Regions from separate parts of the Siniperca chuatsi genome. Here region 1 is linked to region 2. A link is a contact called in public Hi-C data. All regions are on one chromosome and are shown on one strand. Each heading gives the region's core, a stretch centred on a gene start, on an enhancer-like site or on the middle of the called end of the contact. The rest is flanking DNA. Distances are from core to core; before and after follow the strand shown.

Region 1 (4,058 bases), core at 394-2,893, 54 kb after region 2:
ATAATGTAAACTTCCTTCAGTTATCCATCTTCCTCGCCTATTCTACATGCTTGTCTGCTTTTCTTTTATCAAACATCGTCAATCTTTATTTAGAGTGACTGCTAAATTAAAATGCAAAGCAAACAGGTAGACTGTCAGACATCATATTCTCCCTTTTATAACAGCATCTAATCTATTTTCTTTGGCAGATTACAGTGTGGTACAAGTAAAACCTTACACCGAGACAATGGCACAGGTGCGTTTTTTCAGCAGTGCCGTACTACATATTCATATTGAATCTGATTATATTCACAGCTTGGAGGATCCCAATATTTCACTTTACGACTAATAACACTAAAGCTGAATTTATGATTCTCTGTTGAGTTGTTTCACTGCTCCAGCTGTATATGCCTACGGCGTGGGAACTGATTTATAGTTCGCCGTAGAATTTAACCCATTGATTGTCATGGCACAGCTACCTCACCAGATGGATGTGCTGTACGTTATCAGGCCATGTCGTGCATTTATTATACACCCAAAGTAATTGGGTTTACGTTCATTTATTCCCTTTATTATAGACATAGCTGACTGTAGTCAGAAGGCTTTCAGTGGAAATGGCTTTGCTAGATCACAAAATATACATTTGTCTAACATTACTGAAAACGAGGATTATAGAGCATTTTTCAATCTACTCTGTGTTGTCTTCCATATCAACAAATAACAGCAGCAACGGAAAAATGTAGGAAAAAACACAAAGCAGACCAAGCTGTCCAATTACAATTCTTGTGGTCTCCATGTAGCCCATATTGCGTCCATTGCCCCGCACGTAGATACCACAACATCTCAACACAGAGCCATAAATCTGCCTTAAGCTGTTGAGTGAAACGTTACCCACCCATATTTTTCCAAACAGTCAGGACAGTTCAATCCACTTATGTTAAAGCCACAAGATTGCTTCTCTGACTGTTTAGACAAATGTCCACACTGCAAACGTTTCTATCATGTGCAATAAGCATATGAAACAGAGAAGCAGCAAAACCTCACATTTGCGAAGCTGGAAACAACAAATGTTTTTTTTATTATTTATTGATTTTATTATCAAAACAGTTACCTGTTAATTTTCTGTCGATTGACTGATTATTTAAATTTTTTATTTAACATGAACATATTTTGCCATTTCCAACAAAACAGAACAGCAGCACTCTTATTTGCATAGAGGCAAGATTTTATGCCAAGGTCAGAGGAATCAGTGTGTTGGTTACCAAAAATAGCAACCAGACTACACAAAATGGTTGACAGTGGTCCAAATATGGTTGCAGAGGGCAACTGGCCAACCATTACTGTCAAACCTTGAGGGTCCCAAAACCAATGCCTAACTATATGACAAAACTGATTATTTTGCTCAGTATTAGTAGAATTAATGGGGATTTCTTCTAACTGATAACACAGATGTGAACCAAATGTAAAGCAAGAAAAAAAAGAAATAAAGAAGGTACTGGTGCCAAAATATCTAGTACTAGTTTCTTTAGTAATGTTTTCACTATTGGACAGTTGAAAAAACATAATGCCTAATAAACTAGCCCTGTGATATTCATACCTCCTGGATAATCAAACAACTAAAGCCCGTGATCCGAGTTAATGTTTTATCCAGGCTCCATGTAAAAGGAACAGGACATGATCACTGTGAGCCTGAAATGACTTCAGTGGGCTATAAACTGAAGCTGTTTGATGGGAATATGTGTTAAACTAAAAACGGATGTAAAAATTCTATACATCTGTTACCATGTGTGCTCAGGCAGTGAGATGAAACACGACAGCAGAGACTCTGTTAACATTAACACAGTTGTGGACAGAAAAAAATTATTTTCAGAAAGTATTGACATTTGTATTGAAGTTCCAATTGATCATCCGTTTTCACTTCCGACTGCAGCAATTTTGTCATTTGTGGAGGTTCTCTCCTTTACTTGTCAATATCACAAGTGCAGCATGTGTCATCCGAGAGAGACGACGGTCTCTTTGATTCTACAGATGACAGTGGATACTGCAGTATGATTAGGGCAATGGGGACAGTGCCTCAGAACCACCCACTCACTGCCACCACGCTCAAGCACTGATGTGCTCTGAGGAATTCCCACACATCACATCTTCACAGACCTTTCTTGCTCTACACTAAGCTCAACTCAAAAATATATCTTTATAAAAGACCATGGCATTCCTACAGCTAAAATCACGCTTACAGCACACTAGACTTAACTGCTTTCTGTCAGCAAATTAGGTTATCAAATAGTAGAACAGCTTTAATCATCACAACAATCTCATACCATTTTCTTTACACTGGTATATTAATCAACCATTTGTAGATGGAAAATTGTCATGTGTAACTCGCAGTGAAAAGATCGCCAGTGTCAGGAACAAATGAAGCAATAGTGATAAATGAGGTCATGTTGCTTATGAGTGGATGAACGAAGACAGTTCTGAAAGCAAAAGTGTGTTAAACATACTAATTCAATTTGACAGGGCTTCGTCATTACAACAACATACAAATCACCTATCAAAATCAGCTCGAATTGACTCATAATTTCTGTGGCTTTTCTTTCCAAGAACACAGAGGACGATAACTTCAAACCAAAGACAAATGAGACAGCATTTTCGCAGCACTCAAGACTATGCTGTGCCACAAAAGCTGACAATATCTTTATAGCTTGTGTGTGGGAGAGTTGAGTGTAACCTGGGCTCAAGTCCCAGGAAAAGATGGATCACCAGTCTCTGGCAAAGCAGCAACTGTGCAACAAGCATTCAAAGTGTGCTCTTTTCTGCTGTAATTGGCAATTCACTAGTGAGAAATCCAATCAATGCTATAAAAACTAAAGCAGAGTTGCATATCCTTTGAACCATGATACGACTTTACAGACAACAGTCAATCTAGTCAACTTTTTTAGTTAAACAGTAGGCCCAGGAAATAAAGGGGATAACAGCTCACATAGGCTATAAAAAATTAACCAGATACATTTTAGCCCCACTAGAAGCGTCCCAAGCTGGCCACATGATGGATGAATGGGGGCATCAATATTGGACTATAGAAACACAGATCCATTTCAGATCCTTTGTCTACTCTAACACGTTGCATTTCAAGCAAACAACAAGCTGTCAGAAAAACACCTCACTGTGCTTTGACATTTGAACAAGCAAATAAAACAACCATAAGTCTGTGAGGGAAGTGAGTTGTTTGGCGTAACATTGACAGTCACAGAAATAGTAGCAATGGAAAAAAAAAATTTTCAGGTGCACCATGCCTCTGAGGCTACATCCTCACAAATACGTTTTCGTTTTCTCATAACTTTTGCTACGTTTATGCCTGGCATCCACACTACTGTGGCGTTTTCGAACCCCTAAAACTGAGACTTTTGAAAACGCTGCTGACCCCGTTATAGTTTGAAAACTCTGGGGTTGCGTTTTAGTCTGAACAGGCAGAAACAGAAAGTTTTGAAAATTACACAGACACCCACGTTCACTTACTGATTGGGTCTCATCAGTCATGGCATGTCCTTCCCTGATGCCCCTATCACATGACAAACGAAATGAGCCTTGATTACCAGCGGTTAATTCAACGTGAATAACGAATTACAATCGTTGCAGACCTCTTCTGTCACCTCATCGTCGGTCCAAGCAATGAAATGTCTGTTTTTACTTTTCACCATTGCTGTTCTTCGTTCGTAGTATTTTCTGCAACTAAGCAACCAACCGCAGAATAGACAATCTGCTTCCTATTTACACCGGCATGGCTAAAACGCTCATGTGTACCGAGATTGTTTTCGTTTTGAAACGCTGCTTTAAAATGAAAACGTATTAGTGTGGATGTAGCCTTAAGCACTGCTGCTGGCTGAAAGCTGCATTTGAACCTCAGCATTATTTCCTGTTGGAGATGAAGAGATGATCCAAATACTGTCCAAACTTTCCACCCACAACAGCTCGAGATGACACTTCTCTCTCAATGGATATTATACAAAACACTACAGAACACAATACCAAACACCCATGACAGGAAAGCTTTGATGCAGGCCATATCTATAACGCAGACC
Region 2 (4,201 bases), core at 563-3,062:
GACGCTACTACAGCAGATTCATATCACACAGAATATGAAAAGGTCAAGAGACCAAGTGCAGCTTGGATAGAGAGAATGCATCAATGATTCATGGCAATCATGAATTCTTTTCTACCTTGACATTTACAACTACTATGTGTGACAAATTCTTTGTAAAGTGCAGATACTATGCAAAGTCAGTGAATGTAGCTTTAGTTTTAACATGACCAAACAAGTGATGTACCATTAACAGAACAAGTGCAGATTAGATGATGCATATTTTAAAAATATCACTATGTCCCCCTGCTTTCTCCAGTTGAAATAAAAAACGAACAGGGCAATGCTCCTTACCTGGGGGGAGCCCAGTCATGCCGTGTACAGTCCAACAGGGTGCCCACATATGTCTTGTTTCTCCAAGTAACATTGACGACCAGCATGCCTGTGAGACAAGAAACCAAAGAGGTCATTTATTTTGTGTTAACTAAGGCAATAATGCAAATTACACAGAAAAAAAATATACAAACACAACAGATAATGTTTTACAGTGAGATTCATATATACCGTGTACCGTGTGAGCAAAAAGTGCATCATGGCTGATGCATCAATGCGTTGATTTTTGCTAAAGGGTGTCATATGCAAGACAATTATCCAAGTCAAGGATCCTTTTTTAATCTTCTTCGCACAGTAAAGCCGTAGGGGCAAGACTGACTTATATCTTCTAAATGACTTCGAACAGACTCAACTGCAGTCAGTATAGTAGAACTTGTATAAGATACTGGCAGAAGGTCTCACTAAGAATGATCACACTGAGGTTACCAGGGAATACTCTCTCAACACCCTTTCCATTTAAATAAGCCATTTCACAGTGCAGGAGATTTCCCTGAAGGAGAATTATTTGGAGGCAAATATTTTTTTGCAGTCCTCTATCTCAGCCCAGAAATTTACTACCTTGGGGAGAATATAGATCTACTACTACAGCTTCTAAAAAAACAAGCAACAAACTCCTGGGTTAAACCAATTCAACGTGAAGTGTTCAGTTTGACAGACTGTAACTGAGTGTGCAAGAGAAGCTCCTTGACTTCACTGGTATTGCTGCAATCTGTCACACTTAGAAGCTTCTGTGTTGCCATTTGGCTAGTGTGAATTTGGTAGCACTCGGTGTGAGCTACACAATCCGACCTGTGCTGAGTGTGATACCTGACCTCGCATTTAAAATCTAAAATTAGTTCCAGAAGATCACACGACTCTCAATGTATGTTTCTCCTTAAAAAACAAATACTGTTAGCTGGTAGCAGCTTGCACGTCAGCAAAATGTCACAATCAAGTATGCATATTTGTACAAAATTACTAAGCTAAATACCCTGCCCTTTGGACATTTAACTGCAGTAAACACAATTCATGTTAATGCAAAAAAACAAAACAGCATGGAGGGGCTGTTGTTGAAGGACATTTTAAATAGACAGCATGGTAGAGGCAGATGAATGATAATTTGCAGCTATTGCCTGCAAATTCAAAAGTAAATCATCAACCAAACAGCTTCAGAGGATTAGGAGCAACGACCGTGCACAAAAACATTCTGAATTTATTGCCCCCACCATCCCCCACACTCCCCGGTGGTGACCTCAGCTTGCCACTTCAGCACTGCAGAGAAACTGGAGGCTGCAGTGAGCTAACTTATCTAATGGCACAGGAATGCTGGCTGGCAGCTTCCGTCCCTCCGAGCATTTTATTAGCTTAGGAGACCTCTCTCGCTCACCCCATTTTCCCTCTCTCCTTCACCCTCACTTCAATGGTATAACCATCCCCGGTTTACAATCATTTTCCCTCCCACACACAAGTCACAGTTCAGACCTTTTTCTCTTGCTGCCTCTGGCATAAAGCAGCGAGTGTATAAGGCATTTATATATGTTTACAGGAACCTGCTGACACTTGGCCACAAGTCTCTTCTTTTACCCTATGGGCTGAAAACATGAGTGCTTGGTCAAGGCTAGATCCAACTGCAAATGTCGTTTGTGTGTGATCAGGTTAGTGGAGAGGTTCTCGAGTTCAGATTTCTGTCACATTAAAAGAACACAGACCTTCAACAGCCCGCCCTCCCTAAGCTCTCCAAACACTCCAACACAAAATGGCTCTGGCAGCTGGTTGTGGCAGGATGTAAATCAAGGAGGGGCAAATGAATGACTAGTCTTTCATGATGAGCAGGATATAGTCTTCCCTGCTTTCTCTAGCGAAGGGGTTTAGAAATTATACCATGAGTTGTTAGAAGTCTTTAATCATTTTAAATTAGCATTCAGTCTTCATGTTAGACTGTCTCCTCACTTCAGTAGTTGTGACAATGGATGAGCATGGATGGAATTTTAGTGTTACTGTTGCCCATACTAATCAAAATTGTCTTATAAAGAAATAATTGAGCCTTTTGAGGAATATGCTTATTTGCTTTTTTGCCAACAGTTAGAGGAGAATATTTATACCACTCTAATATATATATATATATATTTTTTTTTTTAAACCTTTGGACAGAGCCCGGCTATTTATCACCCCCACTTTCAGTCTTTATGCTAAGATAATCGGCTGCTGGGAGTAGCTTCGTATTTAGTGGTTTTTCCTCCTGGAAAGAAAGCAATAAACATATTTCCCAAAATTCCTTTAAAATGATCCTAATTTTCATACTTGAGTATGTGTAAGCTAATGTATTTCACACAGATTGTGTGTAGAAGTGTACATTACAAAATGAAGTACACATTAAAAATGCATTGTATTGTAATGCAAACACTGCATTTTATTCCAAAAGTTGTTTTTTTTAACATGACTCGGGTCTGACCTTTAGCTCAGTTTTCAAGGACTTTCCCCAATCTTGTTCAGAAGAAATTCCATAGTGTTTTTGTTTTGAGTGATGCGGATCACTGTCCTGTATCTTTGCCACAATCTGAATTTCCCTGCATTTCCCTCAACTACAACTCTCAGGTATCTGCCAGTGAAAAGCAGCCCACAGCGTAGGGTTGAAAACACTTTGCCTCATAAATGCAAAAGTGGACGACAGGTGATGAATCAATCTTATTAGTATTTACAGAGTATTTACACTCTAAATACATCATTGATGGACTGGACAAAAATAATATACTATCAGTGGAAAAAGGCGAGTAATCCCCTCAATCATTAAGCACCTTATAAAATGTAATTACTATATTTAGATAAAACATATTGGGAATTTACTAACACATGGATAGGGCAAGCATATGAAATGTCATGCAGGCGTAGGAAAAATATGTTTAACTACTGCTAATGGACATACATATCCACAATCACTAACAAATGCTACAGAAAACCCAGTAAAACTTAACATTATAAGCAAATAGCTCAATTTTCACTCCATCAGTTTCTTTGCTCCAAGCGCAGAGTTTTTGACATGCTTGTTTGGAGACTAAGAGGGCGTCCTTGTGGCCACCCTCCCATGTTGAAGTCAGAGTGGTCCTTGGCTTCTGGGTCACCTCAGATCTCTGACTCTGCCATACTTTCTGTGAATGCTAATAAAGCAGTTCCTTGGACGTTATGTGGGACATCTCAAGGACATTCAAAGAAATTTGGATGCATCTTAACTCAAATGGGAATGGTGCTAAAAAAACAAGACATGATTACTAACTTAGAATGTTGCAGCACTTCATGTTTAATTAATTTGTTTGAAAAAGGCAAGTAAAATGTATGCTGTTAAAGGCTTTCAGTGTGTATATACTGCACAGAAACTGAAAGTGACAGACCAAGTTACCATCTCGTGCATAAGTAAAAAGGGTTTTCACTGCTGACACCCAAGAAGTTCAGATCAGATCTCTGAAATTAAATTTCCAAGCCACATAGTTTAACTCTGAAAGGTCTGAGGTAAACACAGCCTGGATTACTCTAAACTAGTAGAAATAATTACAGATATTTGAAAATCATTTTACATCATTGTTGCAATACTGTCATTGCTACTTGATTCTTTGCTTAAATCGTACTGATTATTTTGCGGAGATACTGATTCTTTCTGAGTAAAGTGAAGCACAACAGTCGGTTGCACACTACTGCACACAAAAGTAGATATATTTTCTTATCAAAACTGTACCTCTTTATTAAGCAACTTATTAATCATTACTGTGTTGATACTGATTGACTTAAACAATCCACATCCATTGGGCTGCTTGGGAAAAAAAGCAGGGGGTGGTGGTTAAAAATGATGGTAGGCTTTCAT

Evidence for each region. A called contact is a pair of places that touch in the nucleus more often than the background predicts.
Region 1: a contact with region 2 is called in a Hi-C map of liver, with 1.8 times the contacts expected there. The contact joins two enhancer-like sites. A contact is called at or near these places in 2 of 3 Hi-C or Micro-C datasets (liver and skeletal muscle).

The regions. Positions count from the first base shown.
Region 1 is chrLG1:8,341,513-8,345,570 of ASM2008510v1, forward strand. All of the region lies in intron 1 of LOC122881252 (zinc finger protein 609-like), which reads right to left. Among protein-coding and RNA genes, the nearest start is that of LOC122881252, 17 kb to the right of the region's middle. Within about 2 kb of position 1,644, the one cell type or tissue checked has an H3K27ac peak away from gene starts, as active enhancers do. A contact at or near this core is called in liver, where this site is marked.
Region 2 is chrLG1:8,287,084-8,291,284 of ASM2008510v1, forward strand. It overlaps LOC122881252 (zinc finger protein 609-like), which reads right to left. Exons shown (of 9, transcript XM_044207205.1): 4 at 331-418. Among protein-coding and RNA genes, the nearest start is that of gramd2aa, 16 kb to the left of the region's middle. Within about 2 kb of position 1,813, the one cell type or tissue checked has an H3K27ac peak away from gene starts, as active enhancers do. A contact at or near this core is called in liver, where this site is marked.